Regions from separate parts of the Mus musculus genome. Here all the other regions are linked to region 5. The links are chromatin contacts, called in public HiChIP or PLAC-seq and promoter capture Hi-C maps. All regions are on one chromosome and are shown on one strand. The core of a region is the stretch at or near the end of the contact, and the rest is flanking DNA. Distances in the headings are between cores, read along the strand shown.

The links. Promoter capture Hi-C pulls out the DNA fragments that hold promoters and counts their contacts. HiChIP or PLAC-seq counts read pairs in DNA pulled down with a chosen protein or histone mark.
Region 1: a contact with region 5 is called in a FOXA1 HiChIP or PLAC-seq map of pancreatic cancer cells. The contact joins the promoter of Ulk2 here to the promoter of Mapk7 in region 5. A contact is called at or near these places in 2 of 39 promoter capture datasets (the C10 cell line and the SN4741 cell line), 1 of 484 Hi-C or Micro-C datasets (CD4 T cells), 2 of 115 datasets of contacts at active chromatin or transcription factors (memory CD8 T cells and pancreatic cancer cells) and 1 of 9 other capture datasets (adipose tissue).
Region 2: a contact with region 5 is called in a promoter capture Hi-C map of liver, with 2.0 times the contacts expected there. The contact joins the enhancer-like site here to the promoter of Mapk7 in region 5. A contact is called at or near these places in 6 of 39 promoter capture datasets (the SN4741 cell line, embryonic stem cells, hippocampal neurons and 3 more).
Region 3: a contact with region 5 is called in an H3K4me3 HiChIP or PLAC-seq map of forebrain, with 4 times the contacts expected there. The contact joins the enhancer-like site here to the promoter of Mapk7 in region 5. A contact is called at or near these places in 7 of 39 promoter capture datasets (the C10 cell line, the SN4741 cell line, cranial neural crest and 4 more), 1 of 15 datasets of contacts at CTCF or cohesin (embryonic stem cells), 1 of 484 Hi-C or Micro-C datasets (embryonic stem cells), 18 of 115 datasets of contacts at active chromatin or transcription factors (the 230-238 cell line, acute myeloid leukemia, astrocytes and 12 more) and 2 of 9 other capture datasets (adipose tissue and liver).
Region 4: a promoter capture Hi-C map of the SN4741 cell line shows a contact between it and region 5, with 2.8 times the contacts expected there. The contact joins the enhancer-like site here to the promoter of Mapk7 in region 5. A contact is called at or near these places in 16 of 39 promoter capture datasets (the 3T3-L1 cell line, 3T3-L1-derived adipocytes, the C10 cell line and 10 more), 12 of 484 Hi-C or Micro-C datasets (the CH12 cell line, the N1E-115 cell line, adipose-derived mesenchymal stem cells and 7 more), 23 of 115 datasets of contacts at active chromatin or transcription factors (the 230-238 cell line, the NIH/3T3 cell line, astrocytes and 14 more) and 5 of 9 other capture datasets (adipose tissue, embryonic stem cells, liver and 2 more).

Annotation. Positions count from the first base shown.
Region 1 is chr11:61,853,768-61,856,467 of GRCm38.p6, forward strand. Ulk2 (unc-51 like kinase 2) reads right to left here and starts at 1,325. Exons shown (of 27, transcript NM_013881.4): 1 at 720-1,325. The coding sequence starts at 809.
Region 2 is chr11:60,981,602-60,984,301 of GRCm38.p6, forward strand. All of the region lies in intron 1 of Gm35681 (a long non-coding RNA gene), which reads left to right. Among named protein-coding and RNA genes, the nearest start is that of Gm35681, 3.9 kb to the left of the region's middle. Within about 2 kb of position 1,435, at least 8 of the 459 cell types and tissues checked have an H3K27ac peak or open chromatin away from gene starts, as enhancers often do. A contact at or near this core is called in liver, where this site is marked.
Region 3 is chr11:61,145,977-61,148,682 of GRCm38.p6, forward strand. Tnfrsf13b (tumor necrosis factor receptor superfamily, member 13b) reads left to right here. Exons shown (of 5, transcript NM_021349.3): 4 at 865-1,041; 5 at 1,440-2,706. The coding sequence ends at 1,666. Among named protein-coding and RNA genes, the nearest start is that of Tnfrsf13b, 21 kb to the left of the region's middle. Within about 2 kb of position 1,430, at least 55 of the 459 cell types and tissues checked have an H3K27ac peak or open chromatin away from gene starts, as enhancers often do. A contact at or near this core is called in forebrain and hippocampal neurons, where this site is marked.
Region 4 is chr11:61,219,033-61,221,732 of GRCm38.p6, forward strand. No RefSeq gene overlaps it. Among named protein-coding and RNA genes, the nearest start is that of Aldh3a1, 12 kb to the left of the region's middle. Within about 2 kb of position 1,334, at least 13 of the 459 cell types and tissues checked have an H3K27ac peak or open chromatin away from gene starts, as enhancers often do. A contact at or near this core is called in the SN4741 cell line and pancreatic cancer cells, where this site is marked.
Region 5 is chr11:61,492,821-61,495,520 of GRCm38.p6, forward strand. Mapk7 (mitogen-activated protein kinase 7) reads right to left here and starts at 1,446. Exons shown (of 7, transcript NM_011841.2): 1 at 1,260-1,446; 2 at 827-1,134; 3 at 84-249. The coding sequence starts at 1,058.

The sequences.
Region 1 (2,700 bases), core at 75-2,574, 360 kb after region 5:
ACAAACAGAATAACCAAAGCTTTTTTTTTTTTTTTTAATTACTTCCAGTCTCAATGTGCCTTCTCAAATTCTTTAGATTCTATAACCTCGTGTGACCTATTTGCGAAACAGTGGCTTGGAAAAAACAAAGAAACAACAAAAAAAAAAACCCAAACAACTGAGGTTTGAACTTGCATCTACGTTGTATTATTAGGTTAGGGTCCAACTACCTTTGTCACTTATTTCCTCTAACTCAAAAAGGGGAGGGATACTACAAAGCTCCCCCAGACACAGAGGAACGTGATAGTCTGAGAAAGCTTCAGACTAACGGGAAACGCGCCCGTTTTCCGCTGGGTGTGCAATTATCCACGGTAAAGGTGACAAGCTCCGGAAAGCCCGGGGCAGGGAGAAGGGACAAAGGTCCACCGACCCATAGTATGGACAAGCACATTACACTGTGCAAACACTGGAGTCCTAGTCGCTTCGGGACCAGTGGCTTCTCTGAGCAGCAAGTCCCCGGGCGCACCTCGGTTACCCAGCACACTGTCAGGGAAGAACATCAGTGGCTCTGCGCCCGTCGGTAGGTGGAGCTCAGCCTAGCGGCTCTGGCCTCCAAAACAAACCCTGCGACAGTGACAGCAAGCACAAAGGCAGGCAGGCCCGGGGAGCCCTGCCCAGCGGCCAGGACCGGGGCGCTGGCTCCCCAGTTTCGCACCAGACAACGGGCCGGCGGCGCTCACCTGGCGGTGCCGCCCCCGGAAGACCACAGCGAAGGCCCCGTGTCCCACGAGGTCCCGCTTGCAGTACTCGAAGTCGCCCACCACCTCCATGGCCGCGCCCCCGGGACATAGAGCGCTAGGGTGGGCAGGCGTGGCGGAGAACCGGGATCAGCACCGCGGGCCCGAGGGCCCCAAGCACGCCCGCGGGCGGCGGGACAGGGGCAGCCACGGCCCCGGGCCCGGATGGACACTCATGCCGAGAGGCCGGAGCGGAAACGGGACGGGCCGCCGCGCGGAGCCGGGGTCAGCGAGGCCTGGGCCCGGTCGCTTCTCATGGCCCGGGCCGCCGTCGGCCGCGGGGCTCTAGCCAAGCGGCCTGGGCACTGCCCGGCCGAGGGCACCGCCGCCGTCACTGGGCGTACCCGGAGCTACCCGCGCGCCTGACAGCGGTGCAGGGCCGGGGCCGCGCCATCCCCGCAGGTGCGGCTGCCTCCGCTTGTTGCGCCCGCGGCGCTGCTGTGTAGCGGCCGCCGCCCTGGAACCCGCACAGCCGCGGTGGCGGCTTCTGCCTGCTTCGCGGGAGCGCCCAACGCACGCGCGCGCGCCGGCCGCTCCGCGCCGACTACCGGCCCTGTGCGACGTCAGCGCGTCTTGTAGGACGATGCGCCCCAGTCCTGCTCCCTCCGCCGAGAAAAGGAGTGCGCACCCCGGGACGCGGCGCCAGGCACCGGGGCGAGTCTGCAGTCACTGGAGCGAGTTGGCGAGCAGGGGTGTGGGGAGGAGGCCGCGGCTGCTTAGGAACGGGCGGCGGGCTCGGCTCCGCTCGGCTCGGCGCCCGCGGCTAGCTAGAGCCCGCCACGCCCTGACCTGAAGCCACCCTCTAAGAGGCGGATCTTGAACTCCGGCCCCGGGAGTCGCTGAGGCGGTGCAGACACTGGAGACAAAAACTCCGGGAGCTGCCTTTCAAATCCAGACCGCAAACTGCTAGACAACCCACCTAAGGGATAGGGTCTGACTGGAACCTGCGCCTTCTGGGGGTCTCTAGACTTCTGAGGGAGGCTCAGAACCTCCTTTCTAAGGAGGCGCTTCATCACACCAGTCAACTACCAGTTTGCCTCGGGCTTTTTTTTTTCCTCGGATTGTTTAGGTGAAAAATGATAGTCAACTTTTGCTCAAGAAAGCATTACAAAGCCATGGTAAACAATATGTGTGACCCCATACCTAAGTGTGTGTTCAGGTTTGGGGATGTTGCTGTCAATTTCATCGCCTGCCCCTGAAACAACTCCTCTCACCTCTCTCACTTCTCTCACCTCTCCCTCTCTGTCTCTGTCTCTCTCTCCTCTCTTCTTCCTCCTCCTCCCCTCCCCCCTCTGATTTTACTTTTATGTGTATGGGTGTTTTGCCTGCATATATGTGCACCACGAGTGCACCTAGTGCCTGCAGAGGCCAGACCAGGGTGTCGATCTGAAACTGCAATTACAGATAGCTATGAGCCACAATGTAGGTACTAGGAATCAAACCTGAGTCCTCTGGAAGACTAGCCAGTGCTCTTAACCACTGAGCCGTATCTCCAGCCAGCCCTCTGGAACTCATCTTGACAAACAGGTAGAAGCCCTAAAAACCTTCAGCTTTGAGACAGGTCAGGAATCTGAAAGCAATGTCTCTAGTCCATTTTCTTTTCCTAAAAAAAGAATACCACAGACTCAGTAAGTCCATTTTCCATTGCTAGAACAAAATGCCCCAGGCTTGGCACCTTATAAAGAAATGAGATTTATGCAGCTCACAGTTTTGGAGGCTGACACCCCAAACAGCAAAGCACCAGCTCTGACAAGGAGCTCATGAAAAAAGGCTTCACAAGGGACTATGGGACAGAAAGAGATCACAGGGCAAAGAAACCAGAGACTGAGAAGGGACCAGTGTTACGACTGTATAACAACTCACTTTTGAAAGAACCCGTATCACAGTCTCTCAATTCAACTTACTTCTTGCCACACGGAGGACC
Region 2 (2,700 bases), core at 185-2,684, 510 kb before region 5:
CTCCAGGGTTTTTATTACTTACTCCTAAGCCAATATTGGGGAAACTGAGGTACAGAGAGGTCATGGATTTGGCCAAAAGCCAAACAGCTAAGAAAGGACAGAGCTAGGATTTGAACCCAGGTCTCCTAGCCACAGATGCTATGAAAGTGGTCATGAGCGCATCAGCCTTTTGGGGACCTCCCTAACCTCTGACCTGTACCTCACTGGACCTCACTTCCTGTTACGCCTCCCTGTCAGTTCACCCGAGCCCCATCATGCATTCCCTTTGACTGGCCGAGGGACTCATGGTGCTCATCTGAAAATAGCCTCTACTTGACCAGATATCCGGGCCTCAGGCCAACTCAGGTGCCACTCCAGGCTCCCTATTCCATGATCTTGGAAGCATACAGGTTTTCCAGGTTCCTACTGGGAACTCCTGTGGAACCTCACCTTGGTCTTGGAAGTGCACCTTGTGGGGTGGGAAGGGATATCATCCCCCCCCTCCTTCAACCCTACCACACCACCCACCTTCCCTCAGGCTCTAAAGCTTCTTTAGGGATTCAGTGTACATCCTGACCCTCCCCCAGCATTCCTCGGGCCCTTCTTCTCCCTTTGATCTGTCTGCCTTGCTGCAGAAGGAGCTATTCATAGCCAAGATGATGCAAAATTTATAAAGTGTGGCTGGCAAGGCTGAAACCGCCCCCAGCGCATGGCACGCGGCCCCCCACCCCCACCCTGGAGGTTGGTTCTCCATGTGAGGGTGTATGTGAGAGTGAATGAGCGTGTGAAAGAGAGTGGGTGTGGAGGGGGGTTGGATTGCTTCACTATTAGACTGCTGTCGCTGTCATGATCCCGGTGGGTCATCGTCCCCTTCCTTGTCCTTCCCCTCCTTTATCTTGACAGGACTGGAGATGGGCCTCTCACTTGTCACTTGGTGTTCTGCCTAATCTGGTTTTGAGCCCTTATTACTTTTTAATTAATTGATTAACTTTGTTGTCATTGGTCTCTGTTTTGAGACAGGGTCTCACGTAGCCCAGGCTAGCCTCAGACTTGTATAGCAGAAATTGGCCTAAGACTCACTTCCCTCCTGCCTCTACCTCCTGAGTGTTGGGATTGTGGGTGTGTGCCACCACACCTGGCTTCAGTGTGCTGTTTTGAAATATGTATGCATTGTGCAACCACTGCTTCCAGCTGAGTGACACTGCGTGACCACACACACTTGTCGATTTATTTTTATTTTTATTTTTTTTTATTTATTTATTTATTTATTTATTTATTTATTTATTTTTTGTGGTGAGCACACTGCTCACTCCTTTCCAAGGCTGAATGACTCTGTCCTGCAGACAGACATGATATTCTCCTCGTGCCTCATCTTGGATAGGAGGAGCTTGCTTTTGTCTTTTGGCTGCTGTGCATGGCACTGTTGCCAAAGCTGGGGCCCGAATTTTCTCTGAATACTTGCTTCAATTCTCCTAAGCAGAGAGACATGCAAATTCAGTTGTGGGTCATAGTCCCATTGCTATGAGGGCCGGTTTTCTTTCTGGTTGAAGCCTTGCAACAATCCTCAGGGACCCTACTACTCCCTACCTCCACCATGCTCCCTGGCCCTGGGTGTGTCTACCCCAGGGCTGCATCCTCTGTATACTTCTCCCTACTTGTTAGCCCCCTGTATTACCTAAAGTTCCAGCCAAGGCCTTGAGCCCACAGGGACAGATGGTAAGGTCAGGATCATGGTGAATGACCTGGTCTAGTGGGTCACAGTCAAGTAGAAACTGAGCCCCAGATCTGTCAGGCCCTTGAGTCCTGGGTTTTTGACTGAAGCTGTGTATCTTCAGTGGGGACACCCGCCCACCTCCCACCTCTGCCTAGGCGTGTCAAGCCACAGGTGGTACACAGCTCATTTTTCTGGAAACTAGTTTTCCTAGGAGATCTGGGAAGAAAACAATCCTAGGTAGACTTTGCTGATTATATATGCCTATGTATATGACTATATATGCCTATATATACTTATATATGCCTATGTACTATAATATCATCTATCTATCTATCTATCTATCTATCTATCTATCTATCTATCTATCTATCTATCTATCTATCTACCTATCTAGCTATCTATCTATCTACCTACCTACCTACCTAAATCCCTTAGTGGGGTATATAGCTCACAGCTCCCCATCAACTTCTGCAGTTGATATCTAGATGGGTGTCTTAGTTAAGTTTGCTATAGCTATGATACGAATCATGACCAAAAGCAACTTGGGGAGGAAACTTTTCTTGTTTTTATTGTTTTCATCTTACAGCGTTTAGGTCACTTTTCATTACTGACATAAGTCAGAGCAGGAACTCTAAGCAGGAACCTGGACGCAGGCTCTGAAGCTGATGCCATGGAGGGGAGCTGCTTACTGGCTTGCTCCCTGTGGCTTGCTCAGACTGCTTTCTTATGCAATTTAGAACTACCTGCCTGCTACTGGCACCACCCAGAGTGGTCTGGCCCCACCACAGCAGTCATTATCAAGAAAATACCATACAGGCTCTTCTGGGGGTCAGTCTGGTGGGGGATATTCTCAATTGTAGTTCCCTCTTCCCAAATGATTCTAGCTTATGTGAACTTGACATATAAACACATCACTATTAAACCATAAACTTCCCGTTTTTGTTTGTCCCAAAGATCTTATATTAATATCACTAGCACAATATAAAATATTCTAACTTCAAAAAGTC
Region 3 (2,706 bases), core at 180-2,679, 350 kb before region 5:
GTCACCCTGCTGGCAGATTTTTGCTCTTCCTGAGGGATGAGTTAACGCTGCCAGCCAGGGTTGGCCTCTCTAGCTAGCTGCTTTACTTTTGTGTAACAGTGTTTTCGAGAGCATTTATTGATAAATCCTTTAAAACTTTGTTACTTCCATCTTTCTCCTTCAAGGGAGTGGTCCCTCACTTCACTAGCACAAAGTATGCCTTAGCACCTGCATTGCAAGACCCACAAGATAAGTCTGGGAGGAGAAATGTCAGGAGCAGAGAACTTTGAACTGAGAGACAAGGTCTTAGTCCTTAATTAAAGCCCGAGGTTCAAGTCGCAAGCTGTAAAGTGAACTATGGCCCCACTTCCCAGGACCATTCCACATCATGCCTGGGTCCAGACTTCTCTCAGTCATCTCCCTGGTTCCTATTTCAAAGTCTAAGCTCACCCAGGGGACCTGATGCTTGGTGGAGTCACCCTCCCGGGACACAAGCATGCATACATGCATGCATGCATCCATCCATCCCTGGGTTTGTCTGCCTCCAAAGCATGTGGAGAAACAGAATGGGCCAGCGCCAGAGGTGTCCAGCTTTAAGGTCTTGGGGAAAGGTGTCATCAGTCTGGGGCCAATACCTCAGAAAGCATAGCAGTGTCTTGGGGCTAGAAAAGGAATCCCACGTCATCAGTGAGGCGGACCTGGGGATGGCTGTGTGGATTACTTGGGCCTAATGAGGTGAAAAGAAAGCCTATGGTAAGGAGGCCACTTAGTCCTGGAATGGAGGAGGGTACATGTAGCTACAGGCCTAAATAAGGCACCGTTCCAGAAGGGGGCGCTGGGGAGTAGGTGCCCTCCTTGAACTTGCTTATCCTGAAACACCCACAGGATTGAGGCTAAGTAGCGACCAGCTGACTCTCTACTGCACACTGGGGGTCTGCCTCTGCGCCATCTTCTGCTGTTTCTTGGTGGCCTTGGCCTCCTTCCTCAGGCGTAGAGGAGAGCCACTACCCAGCCAGCCTGCCGGGCCACGTGGGTCACAAGCAAACTCTCCCCACGCCCACCGTAAGTATGGAAAGCCAGGCTTCCTTCCCTGACAATCACCAGCAGTACTCTCCCCTCCGCTATCCACCACTACCCCTGCATCCAGGGTGGACACACTCTGAGCCCACCGGCGTGGCCTGGGGCACATCCCATAGCACCTTAATGAAATCAGGTTCAAACAGTGGGGCCAGAAGAAAGGGTGGGTGTCAGGTTCTTGCTTCAGCTTTGAGAGGAGATCGGGAAGCGGGTTACCCCGGGGCGAGGGCTGGATGGTTTCGGGGTGCGGGGAGAAGTGAGCCCGGCCGTGAAAACCTGTTCAGGGGCGCTCAGAAGGGCAAGTCCTGGGGTGGCTGTAGAAGCGCTGGGCTCCTGGACCAGGCAGTCCTCGGTGTCCACAGCGCCCTCCTTTGTCACTGCAGGCCCCGTGACAGAGGCTTGCGACGAGGTGACCGCGTCACCCCAGCCTGTGGAAACGTGTAGCTTCTGCTTCCCGGAGCGCAGTTCTCCCACTCAGGAGAGCGCGCCGCGTTCGCTCGGGATACACGGCTTCGCGGGCACTGCCGCCCCGCAGCCCTGTATGCGTGCAACAGTAGGCGGCCTGGGTGTCCTGCGCGCATCCACTGGGGACGCTCGTCCGGCAACTTGACAGCCCGAAAAATAAAAAAGACAATTTAGAGGATGGAGTGACAGAGGGGGAAAGGGATGGAGAAGAGACAGATGAAGACACGATAAAGGAAGCCCGGCTGCACCCACGCAGAGCAACAAAGCAACCACCTGCAGCGCCCACGTTCCCAGCACCGCCTGTGCCTGCCGCTGTGTCCTATACTTTCCAGAGCAGTCAACCTGTGCCTTTTTTCTTTAGTCGAGAAAGATGGAGAATGACCGGCACCTAGCATTACCCTTACAATTCTTACAAACAAGTGGTCTTTCCTATGGCCTTAGGCAGATAGCTGAGTGCAGTGTGGATGTATTTGTGATTTAAGTAACTTGTATGTGTATGTGCAGATTCGGGGTTATGTCATATGTGCATGTATACGTGAGTTGTGTGTCTGTATGAGTTGTGTGTATATGTGCGCCTATAAATATGTGTGTGAATTCTGTGCATGCAGATGTGTGTGTACATATGTGTCTGGCTGATGTGGTATAGCCAGAAAGATGAGGGCCCTTCTAGGTGAAGGCCAAACATCTAAAAACCATCTAGGTGATGGGTGTTACCTTGACCTCAGCAAGAGTCTGTTCAATTGCATCACTTTTTATGGGCACCTGTGCTTATCTCTTAAAACTTCCAGGTGCATGAAAATACTCTCAGAAGCATTTCCCAGCAAGCTGAAGGGTGAGACGGTACACTTCACCCTTGTTACCCAGGCAGGCTTCTGAACCCCAAAGGCCACACAACAGGTGCCCCTGTTCTCACCATTCATCGCTATCAGGCTGCATAGGGAGGAGACTGTCTGCACAGAATAACTCTGACAACAGATCTAATAACACAAAGTGGCTGTCCACAGAGTTTGGAAGTCTGCAGTCAAGGTGTCTGCAGAATTGGCTCTTCCTGAGGCCACACATGCAAGATCTGTCCTTGGCTTCTCCTTAACCCACTGGTAGTCCCTCTCCATTTTTCTGTCTCGGGATCATTCTTATATTTCATGTTATGATCTGCCTAATAGCTTCATTTTGATTTTCCTGTAA
Region 4 (2,700 bases), core at 84-2,583, 270 kb before region 5:
CATACACTTGTCCCTGGAAAGCAGCCTAGGCAACTGTTCTCATTGTAACCCACTCCACCAATCAGAACATACTAATAAAAGACAAATAGCAATGAATGGCAGAGCAAGAAGATGTAATTAGCATGGCCGTGTTAGGAAGTATGTACACATGACTTATTAGAGTGGCTTATAGGCTATGGTACACTAGTCCAACAATGTCTGTCTCCTGACAGAAAGGTCCAGAACCCAGTAGTTGTTCAGTCTACAGACTAGATGTCACAGCAGTTTGAGTCTGCTGTAGGAGCTCCAAAGACTCCTAGAGAGAGGCTGGTCTTCAATCCATGGGTCTGAGGCCCTGGGAGGCTGATGTGGGCAGGTCAACAATACACATTCACCCAGGATTTAGCCATTCTTTACACAGGCACCCAAGCCTTCCTTAGCTTCCCACAACCTTTGGATGGACATTTACGTGGGAGACAAGCATCTACAGGGCCTTTGCCCTTTTTGAGAGAATATCTACATACTTCTCCAAATGTCTTCCTTACTCAGCTCTAAAGAAAAATGAAGCTAAAATATTTTCATGAAAAGGGATGGACTTAGAATATTTAATATTAATCTAGGTCATACGGTCACAGAAAAATGAATTCCACAAGTAGCATATGTGTGCATGTAAACAAATGTACCCGATGGTGACATTGCAACATGAAGGAAAGAGGAGAAGAAGCCAGGCTAAGTGCTAGGGAAGGAAGAGAACTGGATGTTGGCGATGGGCAAGAATCAGGAAAGAAGATGGAGAGCTAACTTTGTTTCTAGTTCTAATTTTGTTATGGGTTTTTGTTTGTTTGTTTTTGTTTGTTTTGGTGGTGAGTAAGTGAATAAAATATACGCAATATTGAAAGTGTGAAAAATTATTGGGAAATACTACAGCATACTTTCTGAATGCCTAGTCTAACTGTACAGAAGTTCACTGAGTATAGAGACTTCGGGTCTTGTCAATCTTGGCGTGTAACGTTTTCATTTATTTGCAAGGTTTTAAAATAAAGTTAATAAAATAATAAAAATGAAATTATAAAAGTCACAGGTAAATGGATGGAGCTGGAAACACTTGTTCTGGGTGAGGTGACCTAGACCCAGAGACAGACATCATACTTTTTTTTTCCTCTCATTTGTGGCCAGAGCTTTGAGCTTTCTGATACAAATGCTTAATTTGAAATATCCATAGAGGTCAGGGAAGTTTGCAAGAGACTCAAGAGGTCATGTGGAGGGACTTTTCAAGAAAAGGAAGGCAGGATGCAGTGGCTGAAAGGTTTCAATGGAACAGGAATGAGTCAACCTAGAGTTACCCAATAACGGGGTGACAACGCCCCTACCAGACCACAGGTCACCTAACAAAAAGCCCAACGCCAGGAATGTGTTATCTCTTTTTGAACTGTTGGCTGGCGAGGTTCGAGAGATGACAAATATTACTGGAGAAATATCTTTATCAGGGGTTTTCTTCCCCACCCTTTCCCATCTAGCTCCCGAATAAGAGTCCCAGGATCCTGAGATTTTATTTACAAGCAGTAAGCCTAGATTGATTCTGAGCTCTTCTAACTTACTCCCCAGCCACACGCCCCCTTGTGACTTGCTGTTTGAATCTCACCCAGGCTGTTTCTCTTCCTTCAGCCTGGCCTCAGGATCGCTTCTCCTGGCCACATGCTCAAGATCCATCTGGCCTCATGGCAGCCTCCTCCTCTCTCTGTGTTCTCTCTACTCCTCACCACCCCCCACCCTGTCTCTCTGGAAACTGCTCACTCAATCCTCAGATCCTGCCTCCCCCCCACACACACACCAATCACAGGCTCACAAAGGTGTACACGAGACTGACAACCAGATCTTGGGGTTCAGGATTTAGCATTTGTATATATAGCAACAGACCCACCCCCAACACATTACAGGCTATTTATTTATACTGGTATTGGTTTCCCTCCAAAATTTTCCCTCCAAAGACCCTATTGTTGAAGACACCACATAGCTGAGTCACAGAATGTGGAGAAATTAAGCTGGTAGCGACCTGGGCTTTACCTCTACCACCAGCTTTCATGATGCTGAAGGCACTACGGACACTACAGGAGGAAGCAAGTTATTATCCATCCTACCCAGCTACGGTACCCTGAGAGCTGCAGTAACAACCAGCCCAGCAAGACAGTCCACTGGTGCTGAGTCCACTGCTGTCCATCATAATGCCAAGAATGGGCCCCCAAGACCTGGAGTCCCCCATAGACCCGTGGCCCTGTATTTCTGGGGTTTTTTTTTGTTTTTTGTTTTTGTTTTTGTTTTTTTGTTTGTTTGTTTGTTTGTTTTTCGAGACAGGGTTTCTCTGTGTAGCCCTGGCTGTCCTGGCACTCACTTTGTAGACCAGGCTGGCCTCGAACTCAGAAATCCGCCTGCCTCTGCTTCCCGAGTGCTGGGATTAAAGGCATGCACCACCACGCCCAGCTGGCCCTGTATTTCTGATTGGTAAATAAAGATGCCAACTGCCAATAGCTGGGCAGAAGAGACAAAGGTTTAGGTTTCCTAGGCTTGCTGGTCAGAGGAGACCGATAAGGAAGAGAATAAGCAGGAGGAGGAAAGAGAAGCCACCAAGGGTTAGGAATCAAGAAAACATGGCCCTGAAGGCTGGCCAATTGGAGTTAAAGAGCAGCCCAGATGAAACATGGTAAGTAATAACTCAGGGTTATT
Region 5 (2,700 bases), core at 196-2,695:
GCCCTGCCAGAACTTCAGTATTACTGAACCTGGGCTTCTAAGCTGATCCCGACTGTGTCTCCTCCTCCTGGCCCACTCCTTACACAGATCTGAATTCTCCATAGGGCACAGTAGGCTTCAGGATGTCCTTGATGGCGATGATATTGTCGTGTTTGAAGTGTTTGAGGATCTTCAGCTCCCTGAGGGTCCGTTTGGCATTGGTCACCACATCAAAAGCATTAGGTATCTTCTTGATGGCCACCTGCTGGCCTGGGGAGCAGGAAAAGGGCATATACCAGAGAGTACCTTCAAGTTAGCTGCAGGTCCCTTCCAGCACTGCTCTTCTGGAGCCCAGATAGCAGTAAGTACCTACTGTGTGCAGGGCCCTGTGTGTAACATATATCAAATTTTAATTTCGCAACTGCCTCGTGAAACGGCTGCTAATAGCTCACATAGAGAGGAGGCGCGGCTAGTTAGCAGTGGTTGTGACTGTACTAACTGATCCTCCCTCCCTCCCTCCTCACATAGTCAGTCCATCCCAGATCCTCCCCATTCTTCCACCACTCCATCGTGCCAATCTCTGGCTCTAGAACATATCTCTTTTGGACACCAAAGAGCATCTCTCTATTCTGGCTTACAGGGAATATCCTTTTCCTAAGGAGAAAGTAGGCTGACTGGGAGAAGCAGGGGTTCCTGAGAAGGGTACCTAACGGGGAGCTGGCACCTAGTCCGTAAGCGTGAGTGGAACCAGAATCCCCGGCGCAGCTGATCCTCCTGGGACCGTGCGGGTTCCTCACCGCCTCTGGAAAGCAGTCCACACATGCTGAGCCTCAGGAAGCCAGCTCACCCGTGAGGCGGCGGCGCGCCGAAGACACCACCCCGTAGGCCCCATTGCCTATGGTCTCGATGATCTCGTACTCGTCCCCCACGTCAAAGGTCACGTCGAAGGAGCGGGCTTTGAGCAGGGCCAGGTTCTTGGCCACCACAGAGGCAGCGGTGTGAACGGGTTCTGCCTTCACCCTCCCAGGGGGCTCCCCAGAGCCATCTTCGCCGTCCTCCTCCTTCAGCGGTTCGGCCATGGTCTGTACGAAGCGCTGATGAGAAGATCGTCCTGAGGGCCTCTCAGTTCCGCCTCTGTGGGTTTGGAGGCAGGACCTGTGCAGCAGGCGAGAGGGGACCGCTGGCACAGAGAACCCCACGGCCCAGGATCCAGGGGGGCGCGGCGCGGCCCCGGAAGAAAGGGAGGGGCGGGGCGCTGGGACTCCCGGGATCGCACTCACCGACCGGCCGGCACCCCGCCGCCACGCCTCCTCGGGAATTTGGGATTCCTGAGTCTTGCCAACCCAGTGATGAGTGTTCCCCCGGGCTCGCTCACTTAACAAGAACCGCGGCCACCACCAAAGCCTCGCGTGCGCCGAAGCAGACCACCCCACCGGCCGCCCCGGGACCACGCTCCTCCAGCTCCCAGCCAATCGTTGAGCGGCCTCCGTGGAGGTTCCCACCCCTTTATTTTACTCTGTCCAATCAAAACTTACCGGACGGGAAAACCGCGCCCTTGTCAATCACGCGCGCGCGCGCGCGCGCCCAGCTGTCCCACTCCGGGCGGGAGCCGCCCAAGGGGTGATGCGTGCTCCTCAGGGGTGCGCGCGCAGCCCCGCACCATGCTCTCACGCATGCGTACTAGCAGCCTCCGGAGCTTGGGTGGTGGGGGGGAAGCGAGCAAGGCCCCACCAAGTTCTCTTGTACTTCTGAGCCTACTCGCTCCACAGGCCCGAAGGGCGGAGATAAGGGAGGGAGGAGGGGTGTTACCTAGGCAACAAGCTCCGCACCCCCCCACCCCCACCCCGTCCTTTTGGCTCCTCTTCCTTCCTTGTTAGCTTTATTTCCTAGGGAATTTGCTGCGCACTCTTTCGGCGCCGGAAGTTCTGGACGCCTTACCCCGGAGTAGTGACCAGAGACCCCAGTCTTTAGAGCGTCGCTGACTTGTTTTCCCCCACCCCCCCAACCACTCCAACACCCCCACCCCCACCCCCAGCCAGTGAGGACCTGGCGGGGATGCGCATGCGCTCTGAACCGGGCCAGACCCAACAACTTTTTCCCTTTCCTCTTCCATTTTTCCTCCATCCGGCTGGGACGTCCGGTTGAGGCAAAAGTGAGCATTGTTAACTCGAGAGCTAGAAAAGTTCTCGGTAGGCAGCTTAAGTCTCCAATCTCCAAAGAGATTCGGGATTCCCAGTGAGACAAGAAAAGTGTGGAGAGGGAAACTGGGATGAAATCCAGTAAAGTCTGAGTGTCCCCTTGACATTTATTACTGAGTTCTCAATCAAAAGCCAAAGGTTGAGTCTAAAGCAGAAATGGATCTTAGATATCATACACGGTTGTTTGTGTTGCCCAGCATTTGGTACTACATGCAGAAAGTTTCACACATCAATTCATTTTCACAAACTTAATACCTGCGCCTTTGATTTAGATTAAAATTTCTAAAAAAACTGGATGTACCGGCTCATGCTTTTAGTCCCAGCACTGAACAGGCAGAGGCTGGCCTCAAATTGACAGAGAGCTGCCTGCCTCTGCCTCCTGAGCGCTAAGATTAAAGGTGTTCACTGCCTGGCTAAATGACTATTTTGACAGAATGTTCAGAGAGTCTCAATTCAGTGTTACCGGGGCATGGGAAAGAAGGTGGAAAGTATTTAAATGGATGTCTTTAGAGGTTAGTGAAGA